2 separate regions of the Mus musculus genome follow, and region 2 is linked to region 1. The links are chromatin contacts, called in public promoter capture Hi-C maps. All regions are on one chromosome and are shown on one strand. The core of a region is the stretch at or near the end of the contact, and the rest is flanking DNA. Distances in the headings are between cores, read along the strand shown. Region 1 overlaps Dppa1 (developmental pluripotency associated 1). Region 2 has its middle 170 kb from the start of Gm39818.

The links. Promoter capture Hi-C pulls out the DNA fragments that hold promoters and counts their contacts.
Region 2: a promoter capture Hi-C map of hippocampal neurons shows a contact between it and region 1, with 6 times the contacts expected there. The contact joins two enhancer-like sites. A contact is called at or near these places in 4 of 39 promoter capture datasets (the 3T3-L1 cell line, cranial neural crest, hippocampal neurons and 1 more).

The regions. Positions count from the first base shown.
Region 1 is chr11:46,615,331-46,622,355 of GRCm38.p6, forward strand. It overlaps Dppa1 (developmental pluripotency associated 1), which reads right to left. Exons shown (of 6, transcript NM_001163358.1): 3 at 820-872. Among named protein-coding and RNA genes, the nearest start is that of Dppa1, 10 kb to the right of the region's middle. Within about 2 kb of position 5,616, at least 3 of the 459 cell types and tissues checked have an H3K27ac peak or open chromatin away from gene starts, as enhancers often do. A contact at or near this core is called in hippocampal neurons, where this site is marked.
Region 2 is chr11:48,546,598-48,553,074 of GRCm38.p6, forward strand. It overlaps the pseudogene Gm12179. Among named protein-coding and RNA genes, the nearest start is that of Gm39818, 170 kb to the left of the region's middle. Within about 2 kb of position 4,779, at least 9 of the 459 cell types and tissues checked have an H3K27ac peak or open chromatin away from gene starts, as enhancers often do. A contact at or near this core is called in hippocampal neurons, where this site is marked.

The DNA of each region.
Region 1 (7,025 bases), core at 4,366-6,865:
AGGCTATCCTCAAACTTGGTATCTCTTGTTTAAGCTGCCTCAGTCCTAAAATGAAGGCATAAACAACCATGCTTGACTATTTTTTTCTTCTATGTAGCAGAGTTTTAGTCTAGCCATGTGGAATGGGATCATATCCAAACACCTTCTAGGTCTGTGTGATCCGGCTGGAGCATAGACATGCTTTTAATACCAAGAGATAGAGACAGATCTCTGAGTTGAAGCCTAGCCTGGTGTAGAGCAAGGTGTAGGTAAAGAAAAGCTTAGGTGCAGGCAGGCTTGTACTCGCCTTTAGCCCCAGCTCTCAGGAGGCAGAGGCATGCACATCTCTGGTTCTAGTCAGCCAGTTTGGTTGAGTCAGTGAGTTGAGAGGTGATGCAGGGAGTGGAATTCATGACAGTTCAGTTCATGGAGTTCCCAGGCAATTTTTACAGGGACAGTTTTACAGAGACTAGTTGTACAGAGAAGATTCTAGACATGGCTGAAAACAGACCAAGCCAGAGAATGAGAAGGAGGAGCTAGAAGATTAGAACAGATTGCCAGAGTTATGTAGTAAGCCTGGAGAGGATTTTGAGTCTGAATAGCTGAGTTAAACCAGCCAGGCAGAGGTGAGAAAGAGCTAGGAAGGGCGAGGTTATTCAGAAGTAAGCCTCCAAGGCGACAATTACATAAGGCGAATAAAAGTTACTTTTACATCTCTATTTCTTCCTTTTTTTGAGACAAAAGTCTGTGAACTAATTTGACAAAGTGTCTAAAGGCAAAGTGATTGCAAGAAGACAGACATGTGAATCTCACTATTAACACACAAAGGATTGTGCTTACAGTGTGATTATTCCAAGGGTCATGTGAAAATGTCACAGTGGTGCTCCAAACTGCTAAACAAGAATGGAAATTAATTGTTATTTTCAACAGGTCGTATTTTCAGTACAGAGATTATATATATATATATATATATTCATACCAGCTTCTATTGAGAGTTCAAAGTTAATAACATAATCAAATACTATAGCATCCGAGCATCACACTAAATTCTTAACATTTTACTAAATTTCTCTAAGAAGTTGAACTTCTCTCTCTCCCTCTCCCTCTCCTTCTTCTCTCTCCTCCCTCTCTCTTTGTCTCTCTCTGTGTCTTCTCTGTCTCTCTGTTTGTGTCTCTGTTTCTGTCTGTCTGTCTGTCTGTCTGTCCATCTGTCTGTCTGTCCCTTCCTCTCTTCCTCTCTCCCTGCTTTTTCCCACCTCCCTGGGGAAAGAAATACATGTACATGCCACGCTCAGCTACATATTTGGGTGAACCAGAGAACTTCTTTGTGGAACAATTTAAGGTCCTACGTGAGCTGAGGATGGTAAATGCAGGAAGGCCACACACACATTGAAAAGTCAAAATGACTCCACTCAGAAGGAACGGAACTACCACAACATCCAACATAGCTTGTGTGTATTCTCACCTAACATTTATGTTCCTTGACTTGGATCAGTATTACTTTAGAAATCACCTGTAATATGGTCCAAAAGCCAATGTGTCTCCTATGATGTGAGGCTCAGGATGTGGTGTGGCAGGAGAGTCAGAGAACTCCATGCATAAATCAGGGTGTTTATGAGACATCTATTTTTGGAACAGATTATATATTGTGTGTTTTCTAAAATCTATATGCACATAATTCTCATTCTTTTGGGTAACAACAATAAACAGATGTTTACATCCTTACTGGGAGACGCTCAGTTTCATTTTATTCTTGAAAAGGCACTCATCAGGTGGTTATACATGTCTAATTCTACAAATGACAGACATTTCTGCTGGCAATGCACATGCAAAGTGCCCATACAGTACATGGAAATACTACAGGTCTATGGAAATCCCAACTACTTGTAAATCTCATTACCCAGCATGGATAAATTTGGAGAACTTGGCCCTCCTCAGTTCCCACATTCCTGTGTTTATATTTTACGCTATGTGAGCCCTTCCAAGGAGGCAAAGGCAATGAGTGACTAGGTTTAGGTAACATCTGTAGTCTAGGTTCTGTTTGCGACTTAGGCCTCTAAGTCAAACCTTCCAGAAATAAGAGTAAGTGACTCAGTTATGAAATATGATAAAAATTTTAATTTAACACTGACAGGCATGGTAGCAAATGCTTTTTACCACTAGGGGCAGAGGCAAAAAGATCTCTATGACTTCAAGGCAAGTATGGTCTGCAAAATGAGTTTCCAGCCAGACAAGTTGAGATCCTGTCTCAACAAAACAAAATTCAACTAGTAGCCCCCCAGCAGCTTATGCCATTTAGAAATGACATAAAATGCCATTGTCATTTCTAAATCTCAGTTTTCAATTAAGTTGGTAACTTATCCATTTTCTCTAAACTCAGCCCATGAACCCCATCCTCTTAAGCATCAAAGACTAAGTATTGAAAGGTTCTGTCAGGGCTGGAGAGATGGCTCAGAGGTTAAGAGCACTGACTGCTCTTCCAAAGGTCCTGAGTTCAAATCCCAGCAACCACATGGTGGCTCACAACCATCTGTAATGAGATCTGACCCCCTCTTCTGGGGTGTCTGAAGACAGCTACAGTGTACTTACATATAATAATAAATAAGTCTTTAAAAAAGAAAAAAGAAAGGTTCTGTCAACCCTGAGATAGCCTCATTGTTTATAGTGTGTGTTAGCCACCTGGAACAAATTGTTTGGTTTTGATTTTGGTTTGTTTGTTTGTTTGTTTGTTTTTTGTTTTGTGTTTTTCTCTAAAATCAGAGTTGTAACCTAGAGCCCTCTGCAAACTCAGGTTGTAGCCCAGTCCTTCAGAGTCATCCTGGTTGATATTCCCACAGGCCAATGAGAGACAAGGAAACCAATACCTACTATCAGATTGCTCTAAGAACAACAACAACAACAACAACAACAACAACAAAACACCATGATCCTTTTGTCCCTCAAAATCCAGTCCTACTCCACTGATGGATGGGTTTTGGAGGCTTTAAGTCTCCCTCTAACAGCTACCTCTTCACTTCTGGATGTAGAAGATTTGAACCTAATCTTGTCTTTGCATGTCAAGCTTTCCCCCATTTCTAACAATCTATCAATTGCTATTAAGTGTAAATTCATATGTTTCAGCATTTGGAATACAAACATTATGGTGTCGGCAAAGGATATGCATAATTTTTATGTTAAATTGTGTTCATATGTAAATGTCACCTGTGTATGGGTTTCTGCATTTAATTGCAGATGCTTATGGAGACCAGAGACAATATGTCCCCTGAAAGTGGAATTACAGGCTGCTCAATGTGGGTGTCTGGAGCCAACCCAGGGTCTCCTTAAGGACAGTACTTGCTTTTGGGTATGGAGCCATATCTCCAGTCCACGTGTGCACATTGCAAATCACTAAAGACTATAAACTCAATGTATATAGTATCAGAAAAAAAAAACTTTTACATTTTCTGTCTATACAAATATTCTAAGTTTCTTGAAGCAAAACTTTGGAAAGCATTAACTGCCCCTAAAAATGGAGACTGAAGTCTTCTTCAGTGAGTATTTGAGTGTAGACCAAACATCTTTGCCCAAGACAGGAGGCCTGTCCCTAGAATTAGAAGAAACAGCTCCCAATTCAAGTGAACAGGGACAGAGTCAGACACTTTCTGTCTTCATAAATTCCACTATGAACTTTCTGACTCTGTGTCATGTCCTGTCATGATTCAACAGGGGCAGATCACAGCTATATCAGTAAGAGTTGTCTGAGAGTTGAATACTGCATCAGAAAGTATGTAGTATACTGCTCAGTGCTCACTCTACTTAGGTCTCAGCTGGATGGCATGATTTCAGAATAGATGTAAAGCATCCAGAATGCTCTTACCTGACCCTCGCCCCCAGCCACTCCTAAGTTTTTCATCAGAAAGTTATGCCCCACTAACCTAGATCCCTACCATCCTCATCACCTATCCTAGATCAACGATCTACCTAAGTCTGGCTAGTAGTGAATCTCCTGGGAGTCTGATAGAGATGGGTGTCTTCCATCTTAAGCTCTTGCCCAGCAGAGATTGCACATAAAAAGGTTGGGGAATCACAGGAATTATGAAGCTATTGTTTGGATCCAAGTTAACCTGTTCACCTAGATTGTACTTTTAAGACTGCCTTGCCTGGGCGGTGGTGGCACACGCCTTTAATCCCAGCACTTGGGAGGCAGAGGCAGGCCAATTTCTGAGTTCGAGGCCAGCCTGGTCTACAAAGTGAGCTCCAGGACAGCCAGGGCTACACAGAGAAACCCTGTCTCAAAAAACAAAAAACAAAAAACAAAAAACCAAACCAAAACAAAACAAAAAAGACTGCCTTGTTGTCCTGTGTGTCTTATAGCATCTCACGAGAAGGACTCTGAGCCCTGGAACACATAGGTTTCACCTTGTTTGTGAGTAGGCATGTGTGCAGGTGTTGGAGAAGTGCTATTCACCATGTTTCTCTTATACTGGGGAAAAAAAGCCATAGAAGACTGTGTCTACTCTCTATCCAAAAGTACTAATTCTTTGTGTTGGGCTTTGCATGGGAACTTTCATGGGATGACTAGGTTAGTTAGCCTTCAGCTATGATGCAGTGCTGTATGCTGTGTCCTCCCAGGACTGGCTGCATTGAATATGCTGAGCCTGTAATTTGTGGGTGAAGTCAGTCATTTACCAGTGAAAGGTACAAAATCTCTCCCAGCCCCCATACCTTCTCTATATCACAGATGCTTAGAGACATCTGAGGATCTGACTCCTGCCATTTATAAAGTGTTTCCATAGGAACCTGGGCTCAGTTCTCATCTCCATGTTGTCAGTGCAGCTGCCTCCTATGGGTGAGCCTGTCTATTCTCACCCTCCCTGCCATGTCCTTGTTGGTCACTGACAAAGAACAGAAGCTCAGGAGAGGAGCCTCTGCCTGGGCGCAGCCCCTCACTGCTGTGCTATGGAGCAGGCACAGCCTCTCATTGCTGTGCTATGGAGCAGGTGTAGCAAAAGACTCTTTCTTCTTGCTCAGCTTTCCCTTGCTTTCATATTGATTTCTTCTTGAAAGCACACAGCACTGTATCATAGCTGAAGGCTAATTAGCCTAGTTGCCCCATGAAAGTCCCTATGCAAAGTCCAACACAAATAATTGGTACTTTTGGATAGAGAGTAGACACAGTCTTCTATGCTTTTTTTTCCAATATAAGAGAAACATAGTGAATATCGCTTATGCAAATATTTTGGTACAAGGAGTTTCAGAATTTGGGTATTTCGGAATTTAAAAAAAATTTATACATGGCTTACAGATGGTACTCAAGTCTAAATATGGATAGATGTAGCTTTCATATGCATACAGTTCATATTCATAGCTTACATGTACATTTATAAACCACTGATAATTCTGCATATAAATACTTTATGGAACTCAGTTTTCTAGGTGTTTTTATCAAGGCAATGCCCAAGAGATTTTATAGCTTGAAGTACTGCATATTTGCTACTGGGCAATGCAGGTTCAACCTGTAACTCACAAATCAGGAAAATCAGAAGTGCTGTATGAATCCAAATACTGTACTGATGGTCTGAGAGTGCACAGAGATCCTAGACAGGAAGTAACAGGAAACGGTGCCTGGAAGAAACAGTGAGTGAGGGCTCCAGCTGGAGCACACACTGCTCTGCCGGCTGTCACGGTTCCCCGGAAGCAGCAGCAGTCACTCCTGACTCTGCCAACTACAAAAGAAAACCCAGGAACTCGGACCAACTGCTCTGAACACTCTTCTCCTTAATGGATGTGATGTGAAAAATGTGTTCACCTGTTACATGCAGGAAGCTAATGGAGGTAGGGCTCAACCCACTTCTAAGATTTATAAAAGTTGTATTTACTCACTTATTTTCATTTCTTGCTCTCTTTCTTCTCCCCTTCCCTCCTTTGTTTGTATGTGCGCATAATTTTCCATGGGCAAAGTGTTGAGGTCAGAGGTCAACTTGAGAGAGCTGATTCTCACCTTCTAGCAACCAGCTTGCAAGAATTGAACTCAGGTAATCTAGCTCAGTCATGGGCACCTGTTCCCACTGAGCCATCTTGCTGGCCCTCACTCCCCTTTCCCTTAAAGGGACACCTAAGTAATGGGTCTATTGGGTTCAGGAACCAACAACTAGGTGTTGAGGGGCAAGCACTCCTGTCACTCAGTGTGAAAGATAGTGAGGGCAACACAGCAGGCAATGGGTGTGGCTGAGGTGCAGTAAATCTATTCATACCACTAGGTACAAACTATTCACACAATTAGATTCAAACGATTAGATTGCTAGTCCAATATAATGTATGGACAGAGGCATGAAAGCAATTCAAACCCTCCCTGAACAGTAAAAATTTAGTGGAGAAAGAAGCAATCATGCAAACAACAACAACAACCCTCCCCCCAAACAACTGAAAACCAAGAAAACTGAAAACCCTAATCAAGAGGTCAAAATGGGAACAACAAGCAGAAAGAAAACAACCATCTCAGGAGCTCCTCTTTGCTTGCTCTGTGACATTTTTTCTCCCAGGTAGATGGGAAAGTGCATTGGAGCTGATGAAGGTCCCGGGACAGCAGAAGAGTCAGCTCAGAGTGCTTAAGTCATGAGAAATTATACAAAGTGGTTGTTAGGGATCAGATAGCATCTCTTGTGGGCCCAGTGAGGAGCCAAATAGAGGACTTTTAAACACTGACGAGTGAAAGAATTTCTAAGCTTGATAACAACTCACTATTAATGATTCCAAGCCGCTGTGCACAGTGACACGGGCTTTGTTCCCATTAGTCAAAAGACAGGTTAACTCTCTAAGGATGATATCCTCCAGATACATCCATTTGTCCAAGAATTAGATATGCACCCACTGATAAGTGGATATTAGCCCAGAAACATAGAACACCCAAGATACAATTTGCAAAACACAAGAAAATCAAGAAGAGGGAAGACCAATGGGTGGATATTTTATTCCTCCTTAGAATAGGGAACAAAATACCCATAAAGGAGTTACAGAGACAAAGTTTGGAACTAAGACGAAAGGATGGACCATTCAGAGACTACCCC
Region 2 (6,477 bases), core at 3,529-6,028, 1.9 Mb after region 1:
TACGGACTGCTAATACTGCAATAGAGTGGAGAAGAGAGGTCTGTTGGTAGAATGAAGAGCTTTGGCAGCTGGAAAGATGTTTTAGGTAGCAGGCTGATTACAGTACCTGATTACAAGAATCTGAGTTCAAATCCTGACACCTATATAAGGGCTGCACACTGCCACATGTACCCATTTCCCCAGTTGGTGGAGAGGCAGAGACAGGAAGATCATTGGGGCTTATTAGCCAGGTAATCTAGTCAAATTTTTAAACTTCAGTGAGAGACCCTGTCTCAAAAGATGAGGTGGATAACACTAGAAGAAGACATCTGATATCATTCTCTGAATTCTATACATAAACACATGTACATACATACATGCATATATGTGAACATGTATACATGTGTGCACTAGATAATAGATGCATACAAATATACATGATAGTTAAATAGATAGATAGATAGATAGTCAGATGAAGAAAGAAAGAAAGAAAGAAAGAAAGAAAGAAAGAAAGAAAGAAAGAAAGAAAGAGAGAGAGAGAAGGAGAGAAAGGAAGAGAGAGAGAAAGAAAGAGAGAAAGAAGGAAAGAAAGGTGATAGACAGACAGATGATAGAGACAGACAGGCAGACAGGCAGATAATGAAAAGTCTTTGGTGACTTGTCAGTGAAAGAGTTGAGCAGATAACAAGCATAAGGTCTCTTAGGATTTTGAGGGCATGAAGAAAAATAAACAAAGGTGCCCTGAAAATGAAGAAGATCAGTAAAGAGCCTCAAGAGAGTAGTTTAGGCCCATTACCCAATGTATGTGACACAGACTGCCACAAAGTGGTGTATATGATGTCACATACTATTTTCTTGTTGTTTTATACACTTGGCAATCAATAGCAACTGCAAGTGACAGGAAGCAACATTAGGGAAATAGAAATATTAGAGAAGACACTAAGGGAAGACCTTAGAGGACCAATGAGTCTTTAATGGACATAAATTCTTTAGTGACCCCAATAGATTGTGGTTATAGGAGTACATTTCAGCCCCTAATAGTTCCCAAAGGGATGATTACAGCAGCATGAAATTAGTCTGAGAGATTGGTCCTCTGGTCTCTTGAATATATCCCATTATAAAACGCTTCAGATAGTCAGTAGGGTCATCTGGCCCATCAGCCTTAAGCCTCAGCATAAGCCAAAGGATGGTACTCAGCCACAGTCAAGCATACAGGCTCAGAACTCAAAACAGTCCTCAGTTTCAAGGGAACCCCAGGCAAGTTTCTTACCCCCAAACTTGTTTCCTTATACACACTGGTTGCCCCAATTTTCCCTCTGTTGCTGTAATAAAACATGGGCCAAAATCAACTTGAGGTATAAGGGGTTTGTTTTAGCTTATAAGTTACAGCCCAACAATAAAGGAAGCCATGGCAGAAGCTTGAGGCAGTAACTGAAGCAGAGACTGTGAAGAAGTGCTGCTCACTGCCTTGCTCTTCCTGCTTGCTTGGTCTGCTTTCTTATACAGCCCTAAGGCCCACCTGTGCAGGGGTGGCACTGCTCACAGTAGGCTGGGCCCTCCCACATCAATTAGCAACCAAGAAAATGTCCGCATCAATATACCCATGGGCCAATCTAACAAAGGAAACTCCTTGATGGAATTCGCATCTTTCCAAGTGTACCAGCTTGACCAGGGAAGCTAACTATGACACAGATCATGTCTACCATACACACTTATGTTCCCCCACTCATAACAGTGAGATACAATGACACCAGCAAAGCCTTTAGCATGTTCCTAGAGAGAACACAACCTTATAAAGCATTGGGAGAAAGGATCCAGGAAATGTTTTGGTTGAATTTAGCAGAAAACAGGAAATCAGATAAGGACCACCATCCCCAAGCAATAAGAAGAAATGGAGATCATTTATACAAAGATGAGCTAAAGTGTTCCTGACAGGTGAGAACCCCCACTGCCACACATCTGCTCTTCATGCATTTTATCACAAGCTAGTCAAGATGAAGGTACTGTTCACTCCTAGAGTCTAACATACAAGCCATGAGTTTAAGCCCCAGCCTGGAACAGAAGGTCAAGGGCTGATCAAACAAGGGCTAAACATAACTTTCTCAGGCTGAATTGAATTTGTGAGCCAGTCTAGACTTGAGACTTCTATCTAACAATATTTCATGCTACAAATACCTACATCTGTTGCTTTTTGTATTCTACAACAAATGGAAAACAAATGGGATATTTAAGGGCTGATTTACCCCCTTATTTATTTTTACATGACAAAGAATGGCATGTGAAATGGCTAAATAATTTTTAACTATAACTGAGGTGTTCTCACATCTGCACAAAGCATATGGAGATATGGGGAACTCCCACTTCGGGGAACGAGTAAGAGAAGGAACAAGTCCCACTTTTGAGAGGAAATAAAATCTAAATGGACATACAAAATATCTATAAGGGAAAAGGAGATGTGGTGTAGCCTTTTACAAAGAATAGCAACAATAGCGTCCTGTTTTTAAACAGAGAAAATATCTCTTCAAATCTAGCTCTTAAAAAAAGGTCAGAGAAGTTTAAGGTTTACTCGAGTGTAAATGTCAACTGGAGTAAGTGGTACTGTGAGAAAATGGGGAGATCGCTGACCTTTAGTCCAAAAGAAGGCTCGAAAGGGTGCCCAAAAAGAAAACATGGGAGGAAAAAAAAAACTGAGAAAGATTTTTAACTAGGAAACCATAATGAAGAAAATGATAATTTACTGAAATTGCTACTTGCTCACACACCAAAATGTTTGTTGCAAAGCCATGCCCCATGTAGTTAAATGAAAATAGACTGGGGAGGTGGAGCAGTGGATGAGGTGCTTCCCCCCCCACACACACACACACACACATAAGGACCAAAGTCCAAAGCCCCAGCATCTGTGTAAAAACTGGGCAGGTGTAAAGGCAGAGCCAAAGTGGTTGGCAAGACTAGCAAAATCAGGGAGTGTTGTGTTTAGAAAGAGAATTGCCTCAGGAAATGAAGTGCAGAGAAACCAAAGACACCCAATGTTGGCCTCTGCTGTATTCAGAGACATATGAGCATACACACTTGTGTACCCGTACACATATCAACATGCAACCACATATACCTGTGTTTAAAAAAAAAAAAGTCAAGTGCAGCCGGGTGTGGTGGTGCACGCCTTTAATCCCAGCACTTGGGAGGCAGAGGCAGGTGGATTTCTGAGTTTGAGGCCAGCTGGTTTACAAAGTGAGTTCCAGGACAGCCAGGGCTATACAGAGAAACCCTATCTCGAAAAAACAAAACAAACAAACAAACAAACAAACAAAAAGTAAAGTGCTAGACTAGATGATCTAGGGTCAAGGTCAAAGGTTGAGACCCAGTGTGGGACTGTGATAGGCAGCCTACTTTGGTTGAATGGTGCTTGTTCTAGTGACCCAGTAGAAAACTCTACAAGGGACAAAAAGGTGAGCCACGTTCCCAAAATCAGGTGCCTGAAACCACAGAGCCCCCAACTCCATAATTCTGTGACTATCAGTCACGCAGACAATGTCCTAAGCTTCTGGCATTCTGTCCAGACTCCACCCCCACAGTTACCATAGACTGTCTCTGATCATCAAGGCCCGCTGTGCTTGAATCTCCTAAGAAGCCACGTCTAACCTCCCACCAGAAAGCCATCCTGTGCTCCATCACAATCATCATAAGACCTTGCTTAGACCTCCCTGTTCCTTTTGTTCTCTTACCTCTACTATTGACTTATGATTTCCAAAGTTTGTATTTCTACCATTATTCATTTCACTTTTTCTTACACATTCTTCCCACTTCCATGGAAACTCCCCATACGTTCATGTAAATTATCTACCATTTTTATTAGGTCCCTTCATAGATTTTCTATGTTTAGGGTTTTTTTGACACAAGGTCTCAGGCTGGCTTTGAACTCCCTATGTAGCTAAGAATGACCTTGAGACTTTCTAATCTTCCAACTTCTCTCTCTCACATTCTGGAATTACAGATGTGCAGTGCCACACCTGGTTTATGCAATGCTTGGTATCAAACCCTGAGCTTTATCTATGCACTCCATCAAGGTTGCATCTCCAACCCAATTCATTAATATATCAATTATAATTACTGTATAGTTTCTGACTTTGGAGACTTTAAAGTTTCTAGCCATGGACATACACGCCTATACTCCCAACAGTGAGAAGACTGAACCAGGAGGATTGTGCATTTGAAGTGTAACTTACCTGGTGAGATCCTGCCTTAAAAAAAAAAAGTACTAGACTAATAGTTCTAATATTTATGTTTTCTCTGAGTCTGGTGTTATTGGAAGCTTTATCTCTTGGTATATAGCTTTGGGGCATGGTCTATGTAGCCTGGGCTGAAATTGAACTCATTATACAGCTCGGGACGAATTCCTGATCCTCCTCTCTTTACTTCTAGAGTATTGGGATTCCAAGCATGCACCACGACACCTGGCTTGGCAGCGCATTTTTTTAAACTATATTTTTTTAATGTCTTCTCACCTCTTTCACTATGACTTTTTGTTCTAATTGGGAATAACACATGAAGTGGCATTAAATATATTTCACAATCTGGCTCCCACTGGTCCTCAGGCAAAGAGAAAGTATGGCAGGAAGCACAACTTAGTCTCAGATACTCAGAATCCTACCTGGGTCCTGACATGCATCTGTTAGCTGGCTTTGCTTCATTCCTGCCTTCAGCATCCTCTTTGATTTCATCCTTTGGACATGCTACACAGCTCGACACAGCACACTCCTACATGAGAGCTGCTCCAGCCCACAGCCTTCTGGTTTCCACAGCTCTTGATAAGCCAAATCACCATCTGTGGTACCTCATCAAGGAGTGATGAGCTGATCTGGCACTGGTAGGATCAGCACCATGGTTTCATTATCACATTCCAAGTTCTTATCTGAAGGCAACTCCTTAGCTTCATCCCCTCCTAAGATCTGGGTAGCTACTTCTAAAATCACAGGCGCCTGGCAATCCTAAAGTGGCATCACCATATGTGAAAGCTTGCAGTGACTTTTGTCACTCTTGTGTGCCTGGACAGCTTCCAAAGGGTAAAACAATTTTCCTCTCACTGAACCACAAGTAAATCTCACCAACGCTCGTGTCATTAATCAGTCATTTCATGTCTGGGAGATATTCTATATGAGTAACAAAAAAACTGTGGATCTCAGTCCTTGTCAGTCCCATTCTTTGTGTGGGATACTCAGTAATGGAAGGAAAATAAGCACTCTGCTATTGGGATGGCACCTGCGTGAGGGCTTTGCTCAGACTCTTCATCTTTCATATCCTCAGTGTGGCCCATGATGTCAGTATCTTTATAGTCAAATTCTTCATCAGCATCAGTACGCTCTCAACCTTCCTTGTCTAGGTCTTCCTCCTTCTTCTCCTCCTCCTCTTCCTTTTCTTTGATTTCCTATACCTGCTACTTGGTCATCTTCTTCATCTGCTGATCAAATCGCTTGAGCTTAGATGGCTTCCCCACCCAGGCTGAGCTGTGAATCCCCAGGTATACTATGCCTGAACTCTTTTGTAGAAGCTGAAGTCACTTTATTGGGACATGTGGATGACTGTGCCTTCATGGCTGCATTTATGGCACCTTGCCCACACTATCCACACTTACTTCCTTCTCCGAGTTCTTGTTCATCATCTTTTCCTGGTGATTCACAGCCTGAATCGCCTTCATCTCTGTATGCTGCCAGGACTTAAGATAATCTTTCCTGGGCATGACAAACTTCTTACAGCAGACAGTGTAGTAGGTAGCTAGTTCTTGCCCTCCTCCATCACAGTCTGCTGGTTCCTCAAAGTTTTCAGTGGTAACATGTGACATGTTGGCCACTTGGAGATGCAGACTTTAGCAATGCTAGTCGGTCTCACATGGCCTACTGCAGCTCCAAGTCAGAGAATGCCACCTGGCAGGTGATGCAGGCAGGTGTTGCTATCACAAGGCAGGAAGTAATATGCTTTCATATTCTTATAGCCTGCCAGATAGGATGTATATGGAAGTAAAAATAAAGTCGCTCTTCATCAAAATGGAGTTGAACCTTCTTCATAGGATAACTCCTGCCTGAAAGGATGCTTACACAGTTCATCTGTGGTTTTTGTACCCTCAATTTTTTCTCTGGACACAACCAGTCTTTCCATATTCCTTGAGAATTACAGAGCTGCCATTCTTAGGTAGTTTGAACACCTGTCCCTATCGGATACAAGGTGCCAGGAAGGAAAGGAACCCTTTTGCACCGTGGTCAACCCTTCCTCCTATATACTATTAAGAGTTATTTTCCACTATGCTCTGCTCTTCCATAGGAATTATCATGGCCAAAATCTCTGGCAAGGAGCCCAGGATCTGGTACAAATTCCTTCCCTTCCTGGGGGTCCCTGGGACTTCTTTCATATAGGTCCTTACCCATATTCAACCTATAGAAAATTATTAGGGTGCTTGCTGGTTTCTTTGTATCCATTTACACATTATCCCTCCCTCTCTTAATGACT